2 separate regions of the Mus musculus genome follow, and region 1 is linked to region 2. Evidence: chromatin contacts called from public HiChIP or PLAC-seq data. All regions are on one chromosome and are shown on one strand. Each heading gives the region's core, a stretch centred on a gene start, on an enhancer-like site or on the middle of the called end of the contact. The rest is flanking DNA. Distances are from core to core; before and after follow the strand shown. Region 1 overlaps Carmil1 (capping protein regulator and myosin 1 linker 1). Region 2 holds the start of Slc17a4 (solute carrier family 17 (sodium phosphate), member 4).

Region 1 (6,646 bases), core at 3,425-5,924, 180 kb before region 2:
AGCTACAGCCCCCCTCTCCACTGAGCAGTTAAACTTGACTTACCCAGTTCCACTTTTTCCTCTTTTCGTTTTTAAAGAAGTTTGGGACTTAATGCTGGATTGCGTGCTGTAGGAAACAGTATCATTCTTTTACCATTGTGATAGAATCCTCCCTCCATTCATAGCTATTGTTAGTTGATGATTTTAAGACACTGTTAGTGATTTTTTTTTCAGGCTCCCCTGCAGCAGGAAAATGGCTTCATTTTATGTTTGATCTGTTTCTCTAGCTGAGGTCAGGAGGAGCTCAAGTGTTAGAAGGCTGCATCGCTGAAATCCACAACATCACCAGCTTAGATATCTCTGACAATGGTACGTCACAAAAGAAACTCAAATGCTACTGGAACAAGCAAGACCAGGGGAACTGGCCCGCTAGCCACAGCCCAATATACAAATTCGAAAACACATCATAAAATATCCTTCCTCCTGTGGTGAAGATTCGAGCCCAGCATTTTTAGATTCTTGGTAGTCATTAAATTATTTCAAACATTTTGCTTAATTAGCATCATTTTTGCTGGTTTAGTGAGTGACCTGAGCCTGTTAACTTTGCATAGAAATCTTAGATACAAGTGAGCAGTGTGAGCATACCGTTCCCCAATATTTTTCTGGATGTTGCTGACTTTGCACGGCCACTGACTGTAGAGGAGGCTTGGGTAACTCTGCAGAAAATGAGCTCACCTCTGTTAACTAGTAGGCCATGAAAGAGGACAGAGAGCTCTGCTGAGGATAAAGGCTAAGGGTTGTGGGGCACTGAGCTCAGTACAGGCAGCCACCCCACTGTATGATGTCACTTGTCACTTGTGTTCTGATTCCGTCTGTATGCTTCTTTTCAGGTTTAGAATCCGACCTATCTACCCTAATTGTGTGGCTCAGTAAAAACAGATCAATACAGCACCTGGCATTGGGCAAAAATTTTAATAATATGAAATCCAAGTAAGAGCTTTGACTTTTTTATGTGACAATGATGAAAATAACCAGCCTCCTGACAGCTTTTGATTTGATCCCACTGTCCACATCTTTTAAATCTCTTTAGAAATCTGACGCCTGTGTTGGACAACTTAGTGCAGATGATCCAAGATGAAGACTCTGTGAGTATCACGTGATACGTTCTACTTGCCTCTTTGTGATTATTTCTATTGGACTGATGCTGAAGTGCTTTCAGATAATTCACATGTAGATTTTATCAGTATTTTTAAAATGGAATATGCTTTAGTAGGGTTTGAATACTTAAGATTCTATTCTTCAATCTATCAGAGAGATTAAAACTAAGAACTTTTGAAAACATTCAGTGTGTGTGTGCCATGGCACGTATCTGGGCATCAGAGGACAACTCTTAGGGGTCAGTTCTCTTCTTCCACCATATGGTTCTAGGGGATTCTAGGCTATGAGTCTTGGCAGTGGGACTTTTACCACTGTGTCGTCTCATAAGAGATTTTCAAAGGTATAAATTAACTCTTCAACCCTCTGTATACTATCCAACTAAAACATGAATCTGCAGATCAGCTGGTAGTTTTACTATGTATTAGACTGAGAAACATCGTGTTCTCAACTTGGACTTTACCTAGTAATTATATCGAATTTCAGGTAGTAGGCCGGTTTCCTCTCATCGTAAATGGCTGCTTGGACTCTCATCATTTTCTTGTACTTTTGTGCCTTCTAGTTGTTTCTGAGCAAGGCTTAGATCAGAGTGAAGGTATTTAATTTCGAGTAGCATCCTATTGTGCGTGGGAAAAGGAAGCTACTTAACTGATAAAGTAGCGCATTGTCACAAATCCACTCACTAGAGAGCGTTGTGTCTTACGGTCGTTCCTTAAGACTGTCCTTTTCTTCTCAAAGTCACATTTAGTCACGAAACACAGTTTCTAAAATTCAAATTCTTGTTGCCATTACAAAGAGTTGGTCTGTGGGTGGTAGGAGTAACTTCATACCTGAATCAGACAAAGTATGTCACGTTTTGAAAAATATCCCTTTCGTTTTTGACCTTCTGCCAGGAAATGATAGTGTCTATGATATCACTTCTATGATATCAGTAAGCTGCCTTCCCTAAGGCAGCTATGGGGTTGTGGGGTTCCAGAATTCTGACCTGTTACCCCTTTCTTCACCTGAGAGGTGAAAATTCTGTTTTCTTGATTTCTGACATGCGGCTGTAATTTCTAACGTTGGCTAAACAATTCAATTTATCATTTAAGGGGTTCTGCTTTATTGCTGGGATCTCACCTGCTAATAATCTCAGGATTTTTTTTTCCTTTTATATTAGATTACTAAAGCCAAGGATAGAATTGGCATGTGATACTAATTTTATACATTTAATTTGACTTTGCACTGCTCTGAGTTATTAAATGCAGTTTTCCTGATTTGGGAACCTAATGTTAAAAAAATCATACTTAGTATTCATCCCCAAATATTTGTCTTAGTAAATAACTTAAGAAGTTTTCAAGTTCATGAAGAGCGTATTATATCAAGTTCTGCTCATTGCTTAAGGGTCTTCAAACTGTTTTTGTAGTTTTAGTTTCTTATTTAAAGATAATTTTGATATTTAAAATGCACCTGAAAACACATTTGCAGATGACAAATTTGCTATGTAAATGTGAATTCTGCCAAGTTACAAGTTTGATTAGTGTGTTGCTAATAACTCTACAGTGAATAGCTTTTTATTTTTGTGTCACTGAAAATGATGTGGGTTTTTCAAAAGGCAATTACCATCAATTTTTCTTTTCCTTAGGAATCTATAATATGCAGACCAATTTAAAGTGATTAGGAGTTGAGCCTCATGCATTCCAATATTTATTCCACAGAAAACCAATTGCTTTGGGCCTGTTTTCAGTTTTACTTAAGTAAGAGTTGAACATTCAGAATATAATCTCTGCCTTTGACACTTTGCCCACTGTGGAATCCGTTCCCCGGCAGCCCATGAATAGCTTAGTCACCCAGAACTGCACACAATGCTCAGTGGGGAGACCCAGCTTCTCAGGAGCTTCGGTATCACCTTCGCCTGTCGATGAAAGGGACTACATCCAGACTCCTGAGATGGTGGCAATGAGCAGCCAACACGACAGAGACTGTTTTGAAGGATTGCATAGAAAGCCCTGTTGCAATCCACAGAACAGGATGGGGTTCCCCCCAGGATGACTAACAACCCGGAGACTGAGTCTAGATTAAGCATTAAGCACTCATGTGGTAAGGCCGTATAAAAATGTAATGAATTAGGAAAAACTGACCTCATAAATATGTATGCAATTCAAACACACACACACTGCCCCATTCTCATTATTCTTAAGTGTTAATTTGTGTACTAGAATTTGAATGTAGTGATAGAAGAGTAGCTTAAAGATCTGGCCATTTCCCAGTATGACAGAGAAGCCATGGTAGATCATTTTGGTAGTAGTGGAAGAGAGAGTGTAAAAATGGTGAGACATGACTACTGCTTTCCACGAGGTGGTGTTGCATGTTTTGTTTTGTTTTGTTTTGTTTTGTTTTGTTTTGTTTTTTATAACATTAGATTACCTGAGTCTGAACGTTTTCCATTGTTTTCCATTTATCTGAATGTAGAATAGTAAGAACACTGTTTACTTAGCTTTCTGGCTGAGATGCCATCGCCTTAACCACCAGCAGCAGTCTCTTTCTTGCTTGGGTCTGACTCTGACTGGTGTGCTGTTCCCTTCTGATTATCCTGGGCTAAGTCTGGTCAGCCACATGGCCCGAGAATGTCAAGAATGGTGGTATAGTCACTCTTCTAACTGAGTCACATGATAGTTCTCTGTTGATATTTGAGTGTTTTATTTTTTATCTTCTTCCTCTTTCTTCCTTTTGAAACAAGGCCTCATACAGTATAGTCTGGCCACAATTTATCCCCCTGCCTCTATCTCCCAGGTGCTCAGATTTCAGGTATGAGCTGCCATGCCTGACTGATGTCTAGATTTGAACTCCGTCCTCTTCACCCTGACCTTGTACATCATAGATAGAGACCTCTCTCTTTCATACACATAGGTGCATGATCAGTACAACCTGGTGGAGCAGGCACAGGTAGATCTTACGTTGTATTTGCTTGTTGTCATGGAAATCACTCAGCTTCTAGCCATTTACCTGCCTGGGATACCAGTGCTGCTTAAGGGAATGAGGCCAGAGGAGAACACTTCACATAACAGATGTCATTCCGCAGGTCTGAACTGGGACCTTTCATGCCTTGTTGGTGTATGTCTTGGGATTTACCCCTGCCTGCACTGAGTCTTGCAAACGCAGATGCCCACCGGACTAGGGGGGACAGTAGAGCAATTAGAAGGATTTGGGCACTGGAGGAAAGTCTATTTGGTGTTTGGTCATGTACCCTGAAGGCCAGACCAAACCTGTATCCAGCCTGAGTGGCTTTCAGTCTCTAGTTGGTGTAGATTCACATACGGTGTATGATCGTACAGATTTGACTTTTTGTTTCTTGAATCACAGGAATATCTTCTGATGGAAACTTAAGACACAGTTAAAGGATAATGACCAAAAATGTTCTAAAATAAGCTCCTTGGGGGTAGTGTTACATCTTTGTTGAGAGCACACACTCCAAAACTTGCTCCCACAAGCTGACTCTGATTCATCTCTGGACTAATGCTATGACTTTGTTTTGTTTGGCTGTATTGCTTTTTGGTAAGATAGAATACCATGCACCCCATGCTGGCTTTGAATATTTTATGGGACTAGCCTTGAACTTCTTATCCTTCTGCCCCTACTTCCCAAGAGCTAGGATTATAAACTTGTACACACACACACACACACACACACACACACATACACACACATACACACACACCACATGCCCGTCATCTTCTAACTGTGGGTTTGGTTGAGTTGCTTAACCCTTCTGTTTCTGGTGACTAAGGATGACAATCATGCCTCAGTACATAATGGTGTCTGAGAGGGTTAATTAAACCACACATGAAAAGAGGAAGCAGTGGTTGGGTATAGTAAATGCTTAGGAAATATTCATCGGCTGAACATTATTCATCTTGGGTATGTTTCATTTTGTATTCGGGCCCTGTCTTTTAGAGTTATTTTTCACGTATAGAAAAATAAATTGGGTAGAAAGGAATAATGCCTCAAGTGGGACACTTCTGTGACCTGTGGCTTGCCATAGAAGCAACAGATATTCATCAATTCATTCTGGAAGTCTATTTAATGTCAGAACCTTCCGGTTCCAACCTCACCCCTACCCATGGCTTTAGACAGCAATTCCCAAAGCAGACAGTTCAATGAGTCCTATTCTCAGTTCTCTGTGGAGAGTTGGGAAAGTGGTCATTGCTTTGATGAAGCCATTCAGTGCTGTGTGCCCCACCCCCAGCCTCTGCAGTCGTTGTCCCTGGCTGACTCAAAACTCAAGGCTGAGGTCACCATCATCATCAATGCCCTGGGCAGCAACACCTCCCTGACCAAAGTGGACATCAGTGGGAATGGCATGGGGGACATGGGAGCGAAGATGCTGGCCAAGGCTCTCCAGATCAACACCAAACTCAGGTAGGCACCAGTGTCCTGACCCTGAGGGTTTGCTGCTCCTTCTAGGGTAGTCTGGGTCTCCCAGGATACCCGCTGGGAAGAAATTTTTACCAGAGTACTTGGTTGGGACTCTTGAAACACATAGTATTTCCACTGATGTTTGACTTTACAAGTCCTCTGTGATGTAAAACCCTGACAGATTGTTGTGGTTTCTTTCTCAATGTAGTCTTGACACCTAACCAGGGAGATAATGTCAATAAGAAGCAGGGATCTTTGCAGGCCATGCTGTGGGAGCAGACCTAGACAATCCATGTCTTTTAGTGACAGGCCATGTTTTAAGAGTTGCATCCTCAGGTGATATAGCTATGCAGGCATCACAGAGGTACTTACACAAAGAAACTGTCCATGATATCCCTGGGCTATATAGTTAGTGGTTCATGTTCTTATTTGGAACAGGACCATATGTTGTTGTAGGTCTGAGGCCTTTCTTCCACTCCACACCTCTGTAATAAAGACTTGAAACACAAGGGCACAAGAAGACTGCTTTTCAAAGGCTGGTTCCCCAGGGGACCCATTTCTGTTTTTCAGTCATACCCTGGACTTTTTGTACACACAACTCTTCTTGAGAACCACCAGTGCTTTGCCCCATTGTTATCTGTTCCTCAGAGTGATCAGAATTTGCCACTGGTCTGTCAGTGTGTTGACTGAAGAGCAAACACCTGTTGCTCTCCTAGGGCTCTTTTTGGATGCTCCATTTCTTTAGCATGACACAGAATCAGAACCTTCTAACTAAACTGAAGCCACAAGCCAAGAGGAGTAGCGAGGGCTTTGAAAGTCAATGTGGCTGATGGAGGTCATCAGGACTAGCATGGGAGGGCAGTAAATGTCAGGCTGAAGACCTCCAGGTGAAGGAAAGGTTGTGTGTGTCCAGGGAATCATAAAACCTCACAAGTGCACGTGTTCAATAGGTAAGGTTGTATTTTTCCTAAAATACGCTAAGTCAACAGCCTCCTAGATCATAGTAGACTGATCTTTGGCCAGAGTGAGGGAAATTCTCAAGATTACACCAGGACAGGAAAATGAGAGAGCATGAGATAGGGCAAAGTTCACTCTAGGTTTTAAAGATGTTTATGTT
Region 2 (6,188 bases), core at 2,114-4,613:
GCCAATGAGCTAATATATGTAAAATCTTAGAACAGAGTCTCCTACATATTGAACACCATAGAAAGGCTGCTATTGTGTTCTATTTACAAACAAGCTACTCATGTACATTCTACACTCTCAAATGTAGTCGCAGGTAAAAACCTAAGCTTGCCTAGAGTTCAATTCTCAGCCTATACATTAGGTTGCTCACAGTCATGCATAAACCTAACTCCAGGGACTTCCGAGGGAACACACAGAATTGTATACACACACACACACACACACACACACACACACACACACACACACACACATTTTCAAAGGTTTAAAAAAAGTAGAGAATGTAAGTAGTAGTGGACTTCTCAGGGTTTCTGTTTGTATAGAGACCATAACAATTTGCAAATTCCTTAGATTAGTCACCTCAGGCTGTTAGGACAAAACACCATGAATTGGGTGGTTTAAACAGTGGGAAATTAAACTCTCATAGATCTAGAGGCTACGAATTCCAGGGTCAAAGTCTGCCTGGTTCAGTGTTTGCTGAGTGTCTCCTTCCTGTGTTCTAACTGTGTCCTCATATAACACAGAGACGTGACAGAGAGAAAGGGAGATGGATAGAGTGAATCCTGGCTCTTCCTCTTCTTCTCAGACACTAATACTACCGAGGGTGGGGTCACCCTCGGTCCCTTATCTAAACCTATTATTTGACCTATATATTTGACAGGCTCAAACTGCAAACACCATCATGTGGAAAATTAAGGCTTCAGCATAAATTTGGGAGATAGAGTCGTTTAGTTCATTTCACTCACCAACCATGGATCTGAACCAGTATTTCCCTAAGTTCTAATTCTATTTTATCAAATTTTGAACATTTACAAATTTCGGTGCTACAAACTGCCTCACAGTTTTAATTTTTTCTTCTATTATAATCTTCTATGTATAAAATCCATTTATATTCTTTATAATTTTTCATTCCCTTTACCCAAGTAGCAATAGGGCTATTATTATATATTCTCTACCCCATCCCTTTGGATCATTTCACTCAAGAAATCAGTTCCATGTTGTAGGCTACAATACTCACTTATGGTTTTGTTTTTGTTTGTTTGTTTAAGACAAGGTTTTTCTGTACAGTCCTGGAACTCCTTCTGTAGGCTGTCCTGGCCTAGAACTCACAAAGATCCACTTGCCTCTACCTCCATGGTGCTGGGATTAAAGGCTAGTGACACTACCACCAGGCCTTTTTTTTTTAAAAAAAAAAAACTCGGAAAATATGTTATTTTTATTTGGTATGATATATTAGTCATTATAGTCATATGTTCTGATTTTTTGTAGTATAGGCAGAGATTATTTCTAATCCTATGAGAATTCTTTTTTTGCTTATTAATGTGCCTTCTTCCCTCTTCTTCTCTCTATCTCTTCTTCCTTCCTTCCATCCTTCTCTCCCTCTGTCTGGAGTTAAGCCCAGGGCTTTGCGTATGCTAAGCAAATGTTCTACTCCTAAGCTACACTCCGGCTCTTGTTTGATTTAGTTTCTCACTATGTAGTCTAGGATGGATTTGAACTCATTATATAGCCCAGGATGGCTTCTAACCCATCATCTTCCTGCTTCTGAATCCTGGGTGCTGGGATTATTCCCCACAATCCTGGCTGCTTCTCAATCCATCCTCACTCCATCCTCTCCCTAGCATAATACTGTTGCTCTTTGTCTTCTTGTGAGACTGATTTGAAGGACCCACCCCTTCCTGGGTTACCAAGGCAGGAGTCAAGCCTTGTTATATCATAGTTAAATTCCTGTTAATGTTAACAGTATGTTTTTATTATAAGCACTTCTTAGAGTGTTCATTTTTCTTTTAAATAAGCTAAGGTATTGAGGCCCACTTGATTTCCTAATGAATAATTTTTAGATTCTTCTGGTTGCCTTGGTAGAAGCACTGTCTACTCCACAGCCAGCAACCCTCCCTTCATGCCAGCTCTGCTATTTTGAATTCCCCACAAAACACTTGAGAAGGTAATATATCAGCCACAGCTGCCAGCTGCTCAGACATAGCCCTGACATTTCCCAGACTGTGTCAGAAGCCTCCCACTAGCCAGAGACTGCTGACCACAAAGAGATCTATGGTTGGCGCCTACAATGCTCCATTTGCAGAGGCCCCTCTGGAGGATGCAAGTGTGGTTCATTTGGAAGAAGCAATGTTTGGAGGACAGGGCAGACTCCTTGCTGTACCTTGTTCTGGCTACATTAACAGGTTGTTTGGTTCACTTTGTCACTCTGGTGAGAGACAACATCCTGATGTAGCAGCATGAGCCTGAGGCCTAAGATAGAACTCTCAGGTGATCTATTCTCACCTGTGCTTGATCTTTATCATTTTAGAGCAGGATGAGTTGGTAACAGGAAGGAAGGGTGAGGGGACAGAGGATTTAAGGGTGACAGTTGCAACCGTGGATCAATCAGCAGCACTGGTCACAGCGGAGGCAGCAAAGGTAGCAGCGATGGTAGGGCAGAGATCACGAAAGCCAGGAAGAGCTGAAGACAGGAAAATGAGGTCATTGGAAGAGTTCCAGAGACCTACCAAAAGGGTCTCAGATACCACGGGTCCATTAGCTGCAAAAGAGTCTGTCAACAGCTCAGAATCCTAAACAGCGCAACATCTATCATCGTAGGTCCCAAGATTGGATGCTTGTACGAGAGCTGCAGCCCCGGATGTCGCTGGCTCTGTTGTGTGCACCACTGCTGGAAGCTGAGGACCAAGTGCTGAGACCACTAGATTAATCCTAGAGCAGTAAGCCTCTGGCCTGAGAATATGTTAAGCTCTAAGTGTCTGGCTTCTATAAGGTCAGTAGGCCTATAGCTGCTCTCTGTGTAAAATTAGTTCTATTAAACATGGATATGGTGGAAAACAGCCACTTAAGAGACAAGATGTAACCCTATCTATGAAGATTATTGTACTCCTGAGATCATAGATGATGAAGATGCCATTAATGAGCTGCTCAGAGGGTTGACCTGATAGCTTGGCAGGGAAAGATAAGTGTCATTGTGCTCAATAGCTTGAATTGTGACCTTGAGATCAACATGGTGGAAGGGAAAAACCCAGTCTTGAAAGCTGTCCTTTGACCTCAATAAGTGAAAACTTACCCACACACACTCTAACACATAAATAATCACATATAATGTAAAAGTTAAAAATGAGGCAAGCAAGAGTAGTAGCAGGACCCACAGAGAATCTGGGAAGATGTATGTGACTTCACATGAACTTCAAGTATGAGGAAGATAGAGTGAACATGGTCAGGTCATCAATTAAATAATAAAACAAAGTTAAAAATTAAATGGTTGAGCCAATAAAAGCCTCCATTTGGTAAGATAAAAGCTAAAGGCCCTGAGTAATAATTCACTCCTCTGGGTTAGACAGCTGCAGAAAGCTGAGAAACCGATAGGATCCCAGCCAAGAGCCGGCTCTCCGCCTTCCTCAGGTTTGCTTTCCAGTTCTTGCTCTGGTTCTGACGGTGTGGGAACGGACCTTTTCCTGTTGAGATTATAGGTGGTGTGCAGGACTGGGTTTCTTTTGGGAGATGGTTGTGAAAAGTGAGACAGGAGGCTGCTTTTTCCTAAAACAAACGAGGTCTATAGGAACTCCAGAAGGAGAGGGAGGGAGGAAGACAGACATGGAAGAGGGAGACAAAAGCCAGCGGTGGGTGGGTGGGGACAGGAAAGGTAGGAAACAGGGAGAAAGGGAGAGAGAATACTGTCTGAAGCAACTAGAAGGGAACACCAATCGTAAGGTCAGGTCTTGCATTTCTTAGGGTTACTGACGCTGGAAAATTGCACAAAGCACTCATGCATTTAACTTGTTTTTGTGAGATACACTAGTTTGTAGAAACAGCACTAACCAAACAGACTGAGGCAAAAAAACCAAACCAAACCAAACCAAAACACCCTGTTGTTTTAAAGAATATTTTTAATAGGCTTCAAAGGTCAAATTAACAAAAAAACCAGAGTAAACAGAATTTTCATGGGAGAATGGGGGACTGAAGCAAATAAAACCCCCTATGGCTTTATGCAGTGGTCCAGAGTGCTCTTTTCTTTTGCTGTCATGTTCCTGGGAGAGGACTTCCCTCTCAGCTCAGAGACAGCCACGGTATACCAACAGACTGGGTGGTTAGAATAGGCAGATCGTATGTTCTCACTGTCAGCCCCTTAGTTGTTATCATCTGTACTCTTCTGCTTCCTTCCTAACTAGGCCATTCTTGTTTTTCTTTCTTATCATATTGTACTCTGTGACTCACTGGAGCATGTGTCCTGCATGCTGTCTGTGGTCATGTCTTTTGCCCTTCAGCAGCCTTGTCCAACCCTCTTCCTCTAACTGACAAACTCCAGAGATTAAGGTCTTCTGTTTAAGTAGACGCAGAGCCACTCATGCGAGCAAACCTCCAGTCATGCTGGAGAAAGCCACGGAAGCAAGCCTTCCATTTATTGCACATATGTTTACTGGGTCAGTGAATGAGCCAGAGGCTGGTGAACTCTGAGGCATTGCGTCACTGCAAGGGTCTGGAAAGCTAGAAAGGAAAAAGCTGGCCTGAATCCTGTCTTCAGTTCCATGAGTGAGAGACTCTTCTGTCCAACCAGTCTCCCTAAGGTGTGAACAAGAGTCAGCAGATGGTTTTAGGTTTCCAAGCACAATCTCAGGCTTGACCCATTTCATTCTGCCAGTGTTGGTTTGGATTTAAGTTGTTTGTCAATTTTATTCTGAATTGCAGATGGTGTAAGCTGGAATCTTGTCGGTATCTGTCCACTTGCAGCTATAGTAGCGACACGCCTGGGTGTTAGGTAACATTTGCACAGACAGGGAAGCACAAACCCGACCCATTCTACATATCTTTAATATGAACATGTTTCATATTCCCTCGAGAGAAGAATGGCTTTGCTTTACCAGAAGCTCTGGCCACGGTACTTCCCTTTACATCTGCTCGGCCTCTCCGCTTCTGTGTTCATGGTCAGGTAGTAGTAGTAAGATGGCCATTTTCAGACTTCATAATCCCAGTTTCCTGGATAATAGGCCTAATACGATGGAGAGCACAAAAAGCCAAACTTCATCTAAAAACACAGCTTCTCCCAATTCCAGGCTGGACCCTGGAATGAAGGGGCTGTTTGGGTGCCCTTTGTTCGCTTTCTTTGTCAGCCACTCCCCTCTCCTCTCATCCTAACTAAAGCTTCTAATTCTCCCAGGGCTGGGCTCGGTCAATAGAGGCTGATGTAAGGCAGGCAGTATCTTTTTAACTGGGTGGATAGTCCTTGCTGCATCTTGTGAATATCCTGCTAAGGACTTCAGTGGTCTTTCCCTGAATGGCTAACTCCTGTCATTTCATTCTTTCCTCTGCTGTTGAGCATCTTGTGATTTCTCTCAAGTCATCCACTTCTTGTTGACATGGAACCTGTACGTCTTTCCCTAGCATTTTTTGCACCTGCTACTGTGAAGACATCACAAGCTTTCAGTGGGTACGGTCCCTGTCTGTAATGCTCACCCATAGCTATAGCTTGCACCCTCTGATTCAAAGACACATGCCTTTCTGCCTCTACCACTTACCCCTAACAAACTCCATGGGGCACATGTGTAGCCCTATAAATGCCCCCTTGCAGGTAGCCAGTATGAGTTGGCCCTGCCTCTCTTCCTCTTTCATAACATCTGGGTGGGTTATTCCTCCTGCCTTTTCATCTCAGATGCTTTGTGTCCCTGAGTTTGGTTCAGTAGCTTCTTTCTTCTGAGTCTTCTGAGTCTTCTGAGATGGTTGCCTCCAAGTTCAAGCCTGGATCAACATCTACTCTTTTCTTCTCAGTATGTTCAAACTGCAAATAAGAGTTCCATTACACACATAGAGAGACACACAAACACACTGACACGCTTATACACATGAGGGTGGCAACAGAATGAACAATTCCCACACCTACACTTTGTATTCAGTTTTTGAGGTGACTACAAATTTTTGCTACTATTGCTTTAACTTTTATTCATTCGTGTTTATGGTGTGTGTGAGTGTGTGTGTGTGAGTGTGTGTGTGAGTGAGTGTGTGTGTGAGTGTGTGTGTGTGAGTGTGTGTGTGAGTGTGTGTGTGAGTGTGTGTGTGTGTGTGTGTGAGTGAGTGTGTGTGTGAGTGTGTGTGTGTGAGTGTGAGTGAGTGTGTGTGTGTGAGTGTGTGTGTGAGTGAGTGTGTGAGTGTGT

What was found. HiChIP or PLAC-seq counts read pairs in DNA pulled down with a chosen protein or histone mark.
Region 1: a contact with region 2 is called in an H3K27ac HiChIP or PLAC-seq map of the HPC-7 cell line, with 7 times the contacts expected there. The contact joins the enhancer-like site here to the promoter of Slc17a4 in region 2. A contact is called at or near these places in 2 of 39 promoter capture datasets (cranial neural crest and embryonic stem cells), 1 of 484 Hi-C or Micro-C datasets (nephron progenitors), 1 of 115 datasets of contacts at active chromatin or transcription factors (the HPC-7 cell line) and 1 of 9 other capture datasets (adipose tissue).

What each region holds. Positions count from the first base shown.
Region 1 is chr13:24,093,284-24,099,929 of GRCm38.p6, reverse strand. It overlaps Carmil1 (capping protein regulator and myosin 1 linker 1), which reads left to right. Exons shown (of 38, transcript NM_026825.3): 19 at 267-348; 20 at 870-969; 21 at 1,070-1,124; 22 at 5,360-5,532. Among named protein-coding and RNA genes, the nearest start is that of Gm33573, 83 kb to the left of the region's middle. Within about 2 kb of position 4,674, at least 67 of the 459 cell types and tissues checked have an H3K27ac peak or open chromatin away from gene starts, as enhancers often do. A contact at or near this core is called in the HPC-7 cell line, where this site is marked.
Region 2 is chr13:23,912,182-23,918,369 of GRCm38.p6, reverse strand. Slc17a4 (solute carrier family 17 (sodium phosphate), member 4) reads left to right here and starts at 3,363. Exons shown (of 12, transcript NM_177016.3): 1 at 3,363-3,444.